3 separate regions of the Mus musculus genome follow, and regions 2 and 3 are each linked to region 1. The links are chromatin contacts, called in public HiChIP or PLAC-seq maps. All regions are on one chromosome and are shown on one strand. Each heading gives the region's core, a stretch centred on a gene start, on an enhancer-like site or on the middle of the called end of the contact. The rest is flanking DNA. Distances are from core to core; before and after follow the strand shown. Region 1 overlaps Stat4 (signal transducer and activator of transcription 4). Region 2 has its middle 4.8 kb from the start of Gm31636. Region 3 has its middle 28 kb from the start of Gm31636.

The links. HiChIP or PLAC-seq counts read pairs in DNA pulled down with a chosen protein or histone mark.
Region 2: an H3K4me3 HiChIP or PLAC-seq map of embryonic basal ganglia shows a contact between it and region 1, with 5 times the contacts expected there. The contact joins two enhancer-like sites. A contact is called at or near these places in 2 of 484 Hi-C or Micro-C datasets (bone marrow-derived macrophages and double positive thymocytes) and 4 of 115 datasets of contacts at active chromatin or transcription factors (bone marrow-derived dendritic cells, embryonic basal ganglia and embryonic stem cells).
Region 3: an H3K4me3 HiChIP or PLAC-seq map of embryonic basal ganglia shows a contact between it and region 1, with 2.8 times the contacts expected there. The contact joins two enhancer-like sites. A contact is called at or near these places in 3 of 15 datasets of contacts at CTCF or cohesin (the NIH/3T3 cell line, hippocampal excitatory neurons and large pre-B cells), 46 of 484 Hi-C or Micro-C datasets (the 3T3-L1 cell line, 3T3-L1-derived adipocytes, B cells and 30 more) and 8 of 115 datasets of contacts at active chromatin or transcription factors (the HPC-7 cell line, PVALB interneurons, bone marrow-derived dendritic cells and 4 more).

The regions. Positions count from the first base shown.
Region 1 is chr1:52,077,163-52,081,886 of GRCm38.p6, forward strand. Stat4 (signal transducer and activator of transcription 4) reads left to right here. Exons shown (of 24, transcript NM_011487.5): 9 at 1,332-1,490; 10 at 2,579-2,671. Among named protein-coding and RNA genes, the nearest start is that of Gm31812, 34 kb to the right of the region's middle. Within about 2 kb of position 2,694, at least 30 of the 459 cell types and tissues checked have an H3K27ac peak or open chromatin away from gene starts, as enhancers often do. A contact at or near this core is called in embryonic basal ganglia, where this site is marked.
Region 2 is chr1:51,615,299-51,620,022 of GRCm38.p6, forward strand. No RefSeq gene overlaps it. Among named protein-coding and RNA genes, the nearest start is that of Gm31636, 4.8 kb to the right of the region's middle. Within about 2 kb of position 2,288, at least 41 of the 459 cell types and tissues checked have an H3K27ac peak or open chromatin away from gene starts, as enhancers often do. A contact at or near this core is called in embryonic basal ganglia, where this site is marked.
Region 3 is chr1:51,648,048-51,652,771 of GRCm38.p6, forward strand. No RefSeq gene overlaps it. Among named protein-coding and RNA genes, the nearest start is that of Gm31636, 28 kb to the left of the region's middle. Within about 2 kb of position 2,799, at least 43 of the 459 cell types and tissues checked have an H3K27ac peak or open chromatin away from gene starts, as enhancers often do. A contact at or near this core is called in embryonic basal ganglia, where this site is marked.

The DNA.
Region 1 (4,724 bases), core at 1,444-3,943:
AGAATTTCTGTTCTTACAAAAAGAAGGTTATGGGAGACAATGCATATTTTTTAAATTTTTATTTGGCCATGCTTCAGTATATAAATATAGCAAAACATCATATATAAAACTACAAATATACACAATGTTTATTGGCCAGTTAAAAAGTTAAGCTACATATGGTAACAGACACCCGTCATCTCAGGGGAGTCACGCAAGTTCTAAGCCTCCTTGGTCTACAGAGCAAGACCCTTTACAAAACTAACAGTACAACAGGACATCGATACCTAATATGCAGATAAGCCGTTAAATGTAGATACCATCTTTTCACATAGAAGGATAAAAATGTTGATAAGGTTTTCTGACTCATAACTGCAAAATAAAAACGATCTGGCTAAGAGGACAATTGAAAAATATAAGGAGAAACAAAAATCATTCGGTTACCATTCAAAATTGCTTTCTAAGAGATAATTCAAGAAAAATGGAAAATCGCCATACGCCATACCTCAGGTTTCCTTCTCAAGCGAAGTAAAGATGTGGGCTCACTTTCCAACACACTGATTTCCCTCAATTCTCTAAACCCAAAGTACTCTACTGTGAAAACAAGACAAGCAACACAGGGAGTAATGAAAGCCACAAATTGATGGGACCTGCCACAGCTCCCTCCCTGGTCCTTCCTGTGTACTTGAGAAAGAGTTGCCGGGGAGACTGCAGAGAGATGCTCTGCTCCTCTAGCCGTAGACCCTGTCCTCTTCCCCTTCCTCTTCTTCTGTTTCGGTCTTTCTAATTCTTCTCTATTCTGACCTAATCCTCACCTCCATTTCTAAGCCAAGATCAGCACACAGTGAGCAGCGTTGCACTTGAGTGTCAAAGCAAGGCTTCCCAAACACTCACTTGTGTCAGAATGACCAAGTCATCACTTCCCACTAGCACTTAGGAGTTGCAAATGTGTATAGGGGGAGGGAGATGAATTTTACACAACAACATTCTTCATGTCCTATACTCTGCATTTTAAATTGGTCTGTCTCTGACTTTTAGTGGGAGGCATATTCTTAATATGCATACTTAACAGGATCTAAAGGCCAATTAAAAGAAATTTGTTTCCAGATGTTGACAATATTTCATAAAGGATGCCTGTAAATTGAAAGCACAAATTAGAAAATATTGAACATAATTCATATTCAGGAAGAAAGAGGTTAGGAAAATATAAAGAATTGTTAGTAATCATAATTTTAATTAATTTAACAATCACTTAGTCATTTGTTACTTATGAAATATGATCAGTTGCTAAACTAGCTTGATCGTTAAGTAGGGAAGGAAAAAAAAAAACCTTCTCATTTGCTGTTCAATAGCTTTACCCTACTGGCAGAGAGTCTTTTCCAACTCAGACAGCAACTGGAGAAACTACAGGAGCAATCTACTAAAATGACCTATGAAGGGGATCCCATCCCTGCTCAAAGAGCACACCTCCTGGAAAGAGCTACCTTCCTGATCTACAACCTTTTCAAGAAGTAAGTGAATCACAAGGATTGTAGACCTCCTCAGCATGGAGCTGTGGGGGACCCTGGGGTGGAGGGACAGTAGAGAATATTGCCTCCAGAAAGCCATGATAGCACCCCAGAGAGTTCCATCTACATTTCCACTCTTTGCTTCTTAATCACCACCTCTTCTCCCAGCAGCTGACTCAGTTTTCCATAAGGTAATAACCCATACCCCCACCTCCCACGCAGTTTTCACAGTTTAACGAAGACTTCTTTCTTCTTGAGTATGTATCTACACTCAAAAAGGGTGGAAAGCACTTTGTGTAAGTTCACTGAAGAAAAAAATTCTAATACACACCCGAAGTCCCAATACTCAGTTAAAAGTGACATAAATTAAGTCTCTTTTTTGTTGTACAGGGTGAACATGGACCTGTATTGAGTCCATTGGAGCAAATAAGAATTACTACTCTTAGCTGAGCAGTGGTGGTGCATGTCTTTAATCCTGAAACTTGAGAGGCAGAGGCACAGAGGGGCAGAGGAGCAGAGGGGCAGAGGGGCAGAGGGGCAGAGGGGCAGAGGGGCAGAGGGGCAGAGGGGCAGAGGGGCAGAGGCAGCCTGATTTACAGAGTTCCAGGACAGCCATGGTTACACAGAGAAATCCTGTTTTGAAAAATAAAAGCAAAAGAAGAAAGAAAGAGGAAAGGAAGGAAGGAAGGGAGGGAGGGAGGGAGGGAGGGAGGGAGGGAGGGAGGGAGGAAGGAAAGAAGGAAAGAAGGAAAGAAGGAAAGAAGGAAAGGAAAAGAGAGAGAAAGAAGAAAAGAAAGAAAGAAAGAAAGAAAGAAAGAAAGAAAGAAGGAAAGAAAGAAGGAAAGAAAGAGAGAGGAAGGACGGGAGGAGAGAGAGATTACTAATTAGGAAAGATCTTCAGGCCTTTTTTTCTATCATTTATTTATAATAATCATCTGAGAAGTTGCTGTGGAGATTGGAGTGGAATGGGGATTTCAGCATCTCCTAGGTGTAAAATGTTTGGACTCTAAGAGAAAATAGTACCCTATTTCTCTAGGTTTGAGCTGTCAATATTTTTTAATGTTTTCACATGATATTTCCTTTTTATCTAGCTCATTTGTGGTCGAGCGACAGCCATGCATGCCAACGCACCCTCAGAGGCCGATGGTACTTAAAACCCTCATTCAGTTCACTGTAAAACTGAGGTAGGCAGAACACACTCTGTCCTTTTATGTCTGTGGCACTGTAGCCACTGCTAATTAAGGCGCCTTGCATGCAGCTGCTCCTCATAGAGCACCTGCTGGGAGCCCAGTGCTGAACTTTGGTAAATCCCTGCAGAAATGGTGTGATGAGAACTTGCTTGTCAAGAGCATGACAACGTGGGAAATTAATGAAGACATGAGGGATATTAGCATGAAAGTATGCAATCATAATACCAGGCACTCTGGGATTAATTGCTGAAAAGGTTAGTGTGGAAAAAGACTTGGAAAGACAGAAGGGAGGATTGCAGGAGAGCGAGCCTATAGAAGTAATGGCTTTGAGTCTGTTTTGGAAGAGTGGAGCAGGGAGAAACAGAATACAAAAGCCAGATGGGGGCAGGCGGTAGAAGGCTTTGAATAGACAGGAAATGCAGTAGCACATTCTTCGCTTGTGATTACCTGGTAAGTGGCTGAATGGGGTTCCCACAAAAACTTTGAACAGCGCAGCTTTCAGCATATCCTTGCAAGAGTGCCTTATTTAGAGACACGTGGGACCTGTAGAATTTTAGGTGGTTTCTTATATATTTGGTATTCTTGTATCAGAATCAAAACTTGGGTTTTCTCTAGGAAATTTAAGATCATGTTAGTGTTACTTTCAAAGATTTCTATCGTGCTTTAAACTCCATCCCAAAGCTGCAGAGTAGTCACCTCGGGAAGTCCGAGCAAATTAAAGAAGTCTGTTTATTCCACGGGAGGGAGCAACTGAAGGTTCTCTTGGCAGGATTATTGATCTCATAGTAGCGTTGGAACCCAATTGTTAAAGGGAAGGCGCTTTTCAATTTGCATTTCAAAACCCCTAATTAAATCTCTCAGTCAATTTCTTCATGTGAATTCTGAGTCCGAGATACAAGGACAGACACAGAGGGCTAGCCAGGTTCCTTTTAAAAATGTGGCTCTCAAAACTTGTTCATTCCCCATCTCAGTGCCTCTATAGAACCCAGGAGACAGTAACACTGAAAGTAGGGTGAGGAGTAATGGCTATCCATCCATGTAGATGAAAGGATGCTGAAAATACTTTAGGAGGAGAAGAGGCAGCAATAAGGATTGCCTAGCCAAACCTTCTGAACAGACGAGGTGCCTGAGTTGGTAGCACTTTGCACGTGTTTGAGATGCTGCCAGAGGATAGATCACTGTCCTGCTGTGGGCATCCTGTCTTCCTCTTCAGCTTGGATCCTCATCTTTCTTTTGTGAACTTTGTACCCACTATCTTGCTAGATCATGCAAGGCTTTCCCCCTACAACTTCTCTCTGCCAAAGCATTGTGCTCCCCTGTTTCATAGGGAAGGTAATATGGAGATTCTACGTTCCTCATTGTGGCCCTTTACTACAGTTCCTCATGTTGTGATGACCCCCCAACCATAACGTTATTTTGTTGCTACTTCCATAAGTGTAATTTTGCTGCTGTTATGAATTATAGTGTAAATATCTGATAAGTGACCCCAAAGGAATCCCAAGCCCACGGCTCTAGGCCCAATCGTCAGGAGTCTCTTCTGGAGCCAAATAAGAAGGAAGATGTAAAAGAAAAAATATTGTCCATATTCTGAGACCACCCTCTTCACCATCTACTACCAATCTTACACTTCATACACACTGCTCTGGAACCAACTTTGTGTTTCATGCAAGATTTTAAGGGCCCTTTGTTTCGTTGCATGCACAGCTTTGCCTGGGCCGTGGATGAGCTCTGGTTTCCTCCATACTATATACATCTCATCTGATGATCTGGATTCTTTTCTTTTACACATAGCCATGGACAGCTTTCTCCCTTAGCCAATCTTTGCTACATGAATTTTCAGGTATCTGAGTTTCTATTCAATGCACATGAGGAGCTCGGTATATGTTGAGTGAGTGTATAAGGTGTGGGATGGATGCATGCCTGAATGAGTAGGTAAGTGAATGGCTGGATATGTTTGCAGCTGCATGGGACCCACAGACATAAGCACACTATGGGATACCTTGGGGATTTGGGGATAGAAAGCAAAAAAAGATGTAAAGGCTGACAT
Region 2 (4,724 bases), core at 1,038-3,537, 460 kb before region 1:
CCCTGTACCTACTTCTGCTACCTGCCTGCCTTGGGACTTCAGGCAGGTTCTTAAACCTGTTACAGAGATGGCTTCCCTCCTATAAAATGAAAGCTTTGGTATTCATCATCCACGGCCTTGTCAATAAGTCCATGAGAGATATCACTGAAGCTGCTTAGCACACAGTGGGTCTGGAAATGTTACAATTTCTTTCCCTTCTATAGATTAAATGTATTGCATTTACTGGGAACATTTACATTTTTCCTCCGTCTAAACATTCGTGGTTGTCAGTGGGATTTTGATATGCTGACTCCTGCCTAACACAGCCCCCTTTTCTATGACCAGCACACTAACCAAAGGAAAATCACCTTCACTCACCATCACCTGGGTGACGATCACAAATTGGATTGCTGCTGCCACCTGGTGGCCTCAGGAGTATATAAGGCAGCTTTTCCCAGGAGCTTGCTATGAGCCAAGACCTTAATAAGAATCATTACAGAGAGCCTAGTGAGGACAAGAAGCCTCTATTTCTTTTCTGACCATCAAAATCTGAAGAGCAGCATACCTGCTGATTTGCATCCGCCATTACGTTGTAGATAAAGGCCAACACTGAACATATAAACTCGGCAAAGTCTGATTCCAAACTCCAGTGACTCATTCCTTATTTTCTCCACATGGCCTTGCTTTCCCTGAGGTTTCCGACACATATTCTATTCATCCTGACAGGGGCACTTCTGATGAAGTGATTCATCATAGCCGCCTCAAAACCCAAGCCCTTATTGGAGGACACACTTCTTCCAATAAGGCCACTTCTAATAGTGCCACTTCCCAGGTGCTAATTAGTGTTAACTACTTGGCATTAGACTAAGATAGCAAGCACCAGTGCCCTGGGTTCCTACATAAGGAAATAAAACCCATCCCAACACAAACCATCATATCCTAGGAGCAAAAGACTTACCGAACAATAGCTGCCAAGGAACACTGGCAGAATTCAAATATGGTCCTGCAGTAGCCATCCAATCTGTCACTGTAAAAACCTTCTCCCCTGGCCTTGGGCAGGAGCATCAGACCATCTGCAGTCTGGTGCTGCCCAGCTTGTGAACTCCTATTTGCCCAAACAAACTCTCTAATATTTTAATATGCCTCAGTTTACCTTTTAGCACAAATCAAGTTTAAGGTAATTTCTCCCCCTGTTTGCATTTCAGTTGACCTGTTTTTCTCTTTTTAATAGAGGAACTCTGTGTCCATGAAGCAAGCCACAGCATTCCCACAGGGGAATACACAAGCCCTTTGTACTGTTAAGGAAGCAAATGCTATAGCTGCTATTCAAAATCTTGTTCTTTGTGCCCAGTGTACCTGGCTGTTATTTCCTGGTGTTTGTACGTGCTTAGGACGACAAACTCCACCTTCCTTAGTGTATAGGACTAGATCTCTCCCTGTGGGAGTTGAGAAATCTACAATTAGAGGTGAAGTTTTAAAATGTGGGACTCAAATACTATAAGGACCTGAATCACCCAAAGAGCTTAAATATGTGGATACCATTTTTGATTGAGTAGGTCTAGAGAAGGCCTGGGAATGACTGCTTTATCGAAGGGCATAGCTGTTTCTAATGGGAGCTGTGTGACCACATTTGAAGGATCTGTTTAAAGCAAGAGGGTTTGCATATGAGAATGACCTGGGGGAACTTTGAGTACTATCCTGACTCCCTGGATCTGAGGCCACTCTAATGACCCAGGGAACAGGATTGAAAATGCAGTGATTTCAAACTTGGCTCCTTGTTCAAAGCATTTAGAAAGCATTAAAAGATACCCATACCCACACCACAGTCCTACAGACAATGCTGTACTTGGTCTGGGGTGGGAGTTGGGTGTTGATAGGGCACTGAGAGACATTAGTGCTACCCAGGCAATTCTAGAATGCAGCCAAGGTTGAGAAAATCTGGGCTAAGACCAGGCCTACTGATACCTCCAGAATGGAGTCAGATGAGGCTGACGGGTGGAAGGATGTAGGATGTGTTTATTGCTGGTGTCTTGAGTCTAATAGAGGTGAGAACGCTGAAGTAAAAATTATCTTCTCCCTTGTGAACTCCTATTTGTGCAAATAAGCTCTCTAATATTTTAATATGTCCTAGATTACCCTTTAGCACAGATATAATTTAATGTGACTTCTCTCCCTGTTTGCATTTTTTGCTTGCTTTGTTTTTCGTTTTGAATAGAGGAATTCTGTGCGCACACACGATACAAAGCACAAACATTCCCCACAAGGGAACATGCAGCTCACCCTTTGTACTCTTTAAAGGGGTTTCTTCTTGCATAATGAGCAGTCTGTGCTGCCCAGTCAGCGTTTCTAGAATAAGAGCCCTGGTTCTCTGTCACACGTACAAATGAAGACAATGACAAATGCGTTAGCGGTGGGAGAGGAACAAACCTGATTTCTGCCAGTTGCTCACAGGAAGGAGTTTCTCTGACCTGGCACAGAGGCTCCCCTGCCTGTGCAATTCAGCCCTGGGCCCTTCTCTGTGGCATTGCACACAAAGGCATCACTGTATCTTCATCGGCTTCCCGACTGAAGGCATCTTCTTCATCCCTCTGGACAATGATACTGTGGTAAGGATTTGACCAGAGAACCTAAACCAGCCTCACTGAGACTCCCTGTGAGGAGATTCCCCAGCCAAAGAACACTCTGCTTTTAGCTATGTGAATTGTGTCCCACAAACCCCAGCATGGGGGCTGGCAATGGTACCAGCCTCTAACTCAGACTTGCAGAAGAAGTTAACAGCTTGTTTTTGTTAACCACTCTTTCTAACGACCTCTCCTGATGGCAAACAGATTACTTTTGGTTTTTAACCTGATCGGGGTGTTAGAATGAGCACTGTTAACATTCACCGAATGTGCGTTTTGGCAACACACCAGCACAGGCCGTTTAATTTACAGCAATGTGGCTGCAGGCAAGTCAGCTAATGAGGGAGACTAAAGATTTAGAGTTAAATATTAAATTTATCTTAGTCTTTATTTCTTGCTGTTCCAACCAATAAAAAAATGCCTCTGGGGTGTTCTCTCCAGCTCGTGGTGCCTTGTGTGCAGTGAGAAAGACATTTAACTCTACATGACACAGTGACAATATTTGTTGCCTTTTTGTTTTAGTTTGGTGGTATAACCTCTGCTGGTTAGAAGTTCACAGCTTTGGTTGCTTAGCCTGGGTTTTTCTTTTTAGGATAATAGCTGGCTTTCTCTCTGAGGCATAGACAAGAAGCCAGGGCCCTGGATGAACAGAGCAGCAAGGATCCAGAGGCGGCTACTATGATAAGCATTTTTCATTCCGCAGGCTGGTGCTTATTAAATTCAAGTTCATGTGGAACTAGTGTGTCTCCATGGAATCATAAGAAGTGTTGATGGGGTGCTACCTCCCTTCTTACGCACTGAGCCACTAAAGCATCAAAATGCTAATATTCTGGTGGGACAACCCTGCATAAAGGTGTTCAATGAACTGAAGATAAAATACTCTCTTTCCATCTGTATCCTTCATGCTTCCCCCTGGCTCTGTTGACACAGCCATTCCCTGGAAACCTTCGGTTTGGGGTTGGCTTTTGTGTGTTTGCCATTGTGTGTGTCTCATGTACCTATGAGCTCTTTACCCACCTGCCTCCACTTCCCAAGTGCTAGCAACACGTGTTGGCACCCACCTCACCCAACCTTGACTTTTTGAACATCCTCAACCCTGACTGATAACATTCTCTCTTCTTTATTGCTCATGGCCCTTCATGGGCACCACAATATGCACATTCACAGATTCTGCCCTTTGCCTCTCTTCTTCTCATCCATCTTCTCTGTGTATTTTATAATGAGTATACATCTTTCCTGAACTTGGGAGCCCCAAAATCCATCTCAGCACATTGCTACGTTCTTGCTCAGCCTGGTGGCACCCACCTATAATCCCAGAATCTGGAAGACAGAAGTAAAGCTATAGCCTTGAAAACTCAGCCAAATTTATGTCAGTTTGCCAGTTCCTTTATTAGTAATGATGATCCTAGGTTCCAGCCCTTCTGTCTTTTTCCACTTTTCTGTGGCTTGTTTTTTCTCGTTTGGGCTAGTTCTATGACTTTGTGTGGTGGTAGTCCCTTTTCTATTTGTGTTCCATGAGCTTTTAAAATCTCATTCGGGATGAAGAAATGGCTCTGTGGGTAAAATGCTTGTCCCAAAACACCTGGTGATCTGAGTTTGAGTCACAGAACCCACTCTGAAATGCCAGGTGCAGCAGCATGCATCTGTGATCCCAGCACTCCTAAAGCTGGAAAGCAAGACAGGAGAACTGGCTGGAAGCTCCCAGGCAGCTAGCCTGGAGTACTCTGCAACAGAAACAAGAAAAGTCTGCCTCATCGAAGAGGAAATCAGGAAGCAACTCCTAAAAACTTTCCTCTGACCTCCATATGCACAGTGTGGCGGCCACGAGCACCACCCCCCCCCCCACATACACACACAAAGAAATACATTTGTCATAATAACACCCCTTGCTGATCAGCTATGTGTTCAGTTGTTTCCTTTGTGCCATTATTGCCTATAGACACAACCTTGGGGATCATTCACAAATTCACTGACAACAGGGCTCAAACGTGTCATTTTAGCACCTTTGCCCAAATACTCTTGTACTAAACTGTCTCCGTTACCTGAAGCATCATCCCATGTGTCCATTCAAGAGTCAGTTACTGCATACCTTTTAATGTACATGCCCTGTGGTCCTTCTAGGAT
Region 3 (4,724 bases), core at 1,549-4,048, 430 kb before region 1:
TGTGCATGAACACCACACAGTCAATCTCCTAAGCAGTTGTTACCTCAAATAACCTCAGTGGCACTACTAAGATGGACTAGGAACAAGGCCTAGGGGAAGGCCCTGCCAGGATTGTGCAAGTGGGCTTTGGCAATAGAGCTTTGGCCTGTCTAGAACTAGGAATGACACTGGTTGCTAATAATAGCTATCACTTATTAAGTCCCACAGGCACCAACTGCTTTAGGCTTGAAATAGTGATGGTAGGTAGCATGCATTGGTTGTACGTATTATGTGCTACATACAAAATGCCCTAGATGCATTTCATACCTAACCCATTTCCTGGCTATTTAGGGGGTCAATACTTTAGCACAAGTTACATGAAGAGCCCCGAGGTAGCCCAGCCTTTAACACTAATACTCAGAAGGCAGGAGCAGGGGCTGCTTGAGATAGCTCAGCACGTAAGAGCACTGACTGCTCTACCGAAGGTCCTGAGTTCAAAATCCCACCAACCACCGGTAATGAGATCTGACGCCCTCTTCTGGTGTGTCTGAACAGCTACAGTGTACTTAATTGTAATAATAAATAAAGCTTTGGGCCAGAGGGAGCAGCGTTGACTGGAGCAAGCAGAGGTCCTAAAAAAATTCAATTCCCAACAACCACCCAACAACCACATGAAGGCTCAAAACCATCTCTAGCTACAGTGTACTCATATCCATAAAATAAATTAAATAAATCTTAAAATTATAAAATAAAATAAAAAAAGGTCTTAGAGGAGGAAGAGGAGGAGGCAGGGGCAGGGTTAGGGACAGGGGTATGGTAGGCAGAGCTTTCTGAGTTCCAGGCTAGCCTGGTGTACAGAGCAAGTTCCAGGACAGTCTCAGCTACTCAAGAAACCCTGTCTCAAAACAAAACAAAACAAAACAAACAAACAAAAAACTGAAATGCATGAAGAAACTTGTGTAGACAGATTAAAATTCCACTTTCATGCAGCAATAAACGCAGGTACTAGAACAAGATGTCTAGAAGCTAACCTCAACCAGCACATTCCATTTCCCTCTCTGAGCAGCCTGTTGAAATGCTTGTAACAACTCCACTTTCATATCCACTTCACAGGCGAAGAGGCTGAAGGACAGAGATAGTAGCAGCAGGGATCATCCTTTGGTCCATAGAAACCTTGTCTTTGGGTTAAAGAGACCTTGGTGGCTGTGTGCCCCTGGAGTACCTAGCCCTAGGAGGGAGTACTCAGCCCTCTTATCTGATAGCTCTTCCTTGTCTCCTTCCTGGGTTGTGGGTGGGACCCAGGAGGTCAACAGGATGGTAATAAAGTAACCCCTTCTAACATTTAGTGCTTTAATATACCATGTCTGCTGAAAATGCAATCTGGGGTTCTGGACTCCAAGGTTCCCTGGGCTAAAATCTCACATGTACTACCTAAAATCTACTGAATTTCAATTTTGCCTTTTTTGGTCATTTAGTAGATTCGTGTATCACTCACATGTCAAGGAACCCATGTCTGAACTCGCCAAGGCGTGTGGCTGACTGACAGCAAGCCTTCCTTCCCAGGTGTTTCAAAGGGCATTCTTGTGGGTAGCAGACTGTTTACAGACAGTTTTGCTTTGTTTTGTTTTTACCAGTGGCACAAAAGTTTTGTACAAATCTAGTACTTTTCATCTCTCAGTGAACTTTTTTCCAGTAACGTGAAGAAGACCCAAATCTTAATGACCATAAAATATATCGAAAGTGAAGCACATAAGGGTAGAATTCCTAAAGCCAAAAAGGTGAGGTGTTAAGCACCTTGAAATTTTAGACACCATTGAAGAAACTCAGCCCAAAGGGATCTGACAAATGTGAAGGTCAACCCGTAGCACCATAAATAAACTGACCTACAAAAATATCCCATATATGCCCTGCCTTTTTTTGTATTGTTAACAATATAAAACTTTCTTGTAAAATTCTTATTAGTCATAAATTCCCTTTGCTACCATGCTGACCTTATAGTTCAAAATGCTGGGTTTTTTCTCTCTTTTTTTTTTTTTCAGCCAACTTTGGATATGTTCTGAAGGTTTTTCTCTGAACTGTTTTCCCAGAGACTCCACTGGTTGACATTTGCATAGTCATTTGCATAATGTTATTCCTGATAAAGCGCTGGTTCTCTGAAGAAGAAAATTAGCAATTATTATTTTACCACTGAATGAATGATAGCACAGGATGTTAGAGACCAACCTCATTTAAAAACTTTTGAAAGAGGGCATAAAAATAATAATATGAAGACATGTAGGATTAAAAAAAATTACCATCCCATCACATGACACAGACTTCTCTGAGTGATTAAAGGTGTTCAGGGAAAAGAGGAGGAACCAGGTTGTCAGTTGCCAGCACGGAAAGAAACAGGCAAATTATCCCAAGCAAACCATTTAATGAGGGCTTTGTTAGCGTGGAGGGCTGCAATGCTGGATAGCAGCTGGCACTTAAGAGCCTCATTATTAAGGAAACATAATTTTGTCCATCTGCGAGCTCTGAAAAGGGGGGTAGTAATGGCTCACTCTAGCCCAGAGCCACACATGGCACTAATTACATTCTCCCATCAAGAGACACCAATACATCCATCTAGTCTACACACACCCATACGTGGGCCTATTTTTGTTTAGAGCTAAAAAAGGATTTTTATAATTTCACACCTTTTTTTAGATGACTCCAAGTCTTCAAATGCCCATTAAGAAAAACCTCCCCTGTTTCTGAGAATGAAGTGACCGGCTGCTCCTCCTCCCCAGGGTAAGGTGACAAGCCATCTTGACACATCATTAGCAGAGTGCTGCAGATGAGGGTGAGGAACAGGCCACCAGCAACAGCTGAGCCAGATTATCTCACACATCCAAAATATTAACAACCTCAGCCTTCCTGGTCGGTTGAAAGGCCAAAGGTTACCAACAATGGTTTACTTACAGGATAGAACTCTTTAACAAGAGGAACCTTGGGATGTATTTAAATTTTGTGTTACAACTGAGTTATGAAACATTTAGAAAGCGAAAAAGAAAAAAAATGTAATTTCACCCCCCAGAGATAAACAATAATATTCTAAAAGTGACCTCTTTTTATTCTATAGATTTTAAAATTTATTCTATGAGATATACTTGTTGAATATTTACCATTACATATATTACAAATCAGTTAATAACCTGACTTTTCTACACAATAATGTCCTGGTAATCCTTGTTCAATATTTGATACTCAAATTATTTTTTAATGCCTATTGAGTATTTCAGCTATAAGAATCTATCCCTAGCTTAACCAGTTCCCCACATTATACTTTTAGATTTTGGGGTCTTTGGCTATTTATGCAACTCTTCTAGTCATAAAAAAAAATCAAATAATCTTATTTGCATTACATTGACTTCTAGGATAAAGAATTTTCCAATGCGTCTCAATGAATTTGTGTTAATCATATGGTGTCTATAGATGTTTCACAAGTCCATACATATATAGAAAGAAGGTCTGTAGGAAGTGCTGGGTGAGGCCACAGGTGGGAAAGATTTAATTGTAGCACTAACCTGAAAAGGACATTCTGTGTATGGATACAGAGAACTAGATACTAACATTTCCTCAGATTTCAAAGCTACAGTGATTGCGGCCCTCTAAAAGGCAGGTATTGATATGGGATTAGTAGTTTGTATTTGTCTTATAAAACAGTCAAGAAAATGTTGTTTGCAAAGGGGGAAAAAATGGTTATCCCTGGAGATTCTCCTATGAAAGGAAATCAGTTAGACCCAGAAAGACAAGTGTCCTTGTATATGTGGAATCTAGGGAGGGAAAAAAAACGGTTGCAAGAAGGTCCTGAGAAGCAGTGCTGCTGCTGCTGAGCATGTGGCTTTTAAGCCTTTGGAACTGTTTTCTTTGAGGAGTTAGAAATGTGTATATAAACAAACTCAAAGACAAAAACCACATGATCATCTCGTTAGATGCTGAGAAAGCATTTGACAAAATCCAACATCCATTCATGATAAAAGTCTTGGAAAGATCAGGAATTCAAGGCCCATACCTAAACATGATAAAAGCAATCTACAGCAAACCAATAGCCAACATCAAAGTAAATGGTGAGAAGCTGGAAGCAATCCCACTAAAATCAGGGACTAGACAAGGCTGTCCACTCTCGCCCTACCTATTCAACATTGTACTTGAAGTCCTAGCCAGAGCAATTAGACAACAAAAGGAGATCAAGGGGATACAAATTGGAAAGGAAGAAGTCAAAATATCACTTTTTGCAGAAGATATGATAGTATATATAAGTGACCCTAAAAATTCCACCAGAGAACTCCTAAGCCTGATAAACAGCTTCAATGAAGTAGCTGGATATAAAATTAACTCAAACAAGTCAATGGCCTTTCTGTACACAAAGGATAAACAGGCTGAGAAAGAAATTAGGGAAACAACACCCTTCTCAATAGTCACAAATAATATAAAATACCTTGGCGTGACTCTAACTAAGGAAGTGAAAGATCTGTATGATAAGAACTTCAAGTCTCTAAAGAAAGAAATTAAAGAAGATCTCAGAAGATGGAAAGATCTCCCATGCACATGGATTGGCAGGATCAACATTGTAAAAATGGCTATCTTGCCAAAAGCAATCTACAGATTCAATGCAATCCCCATCAAAATTCCAACTCAATTCTTCAACGAATTAGAAAGGGCAATCGGCATATTCATCTGGAATAACAAAAAACTGAGGATAGCAAAAACTCTTCTCAAGG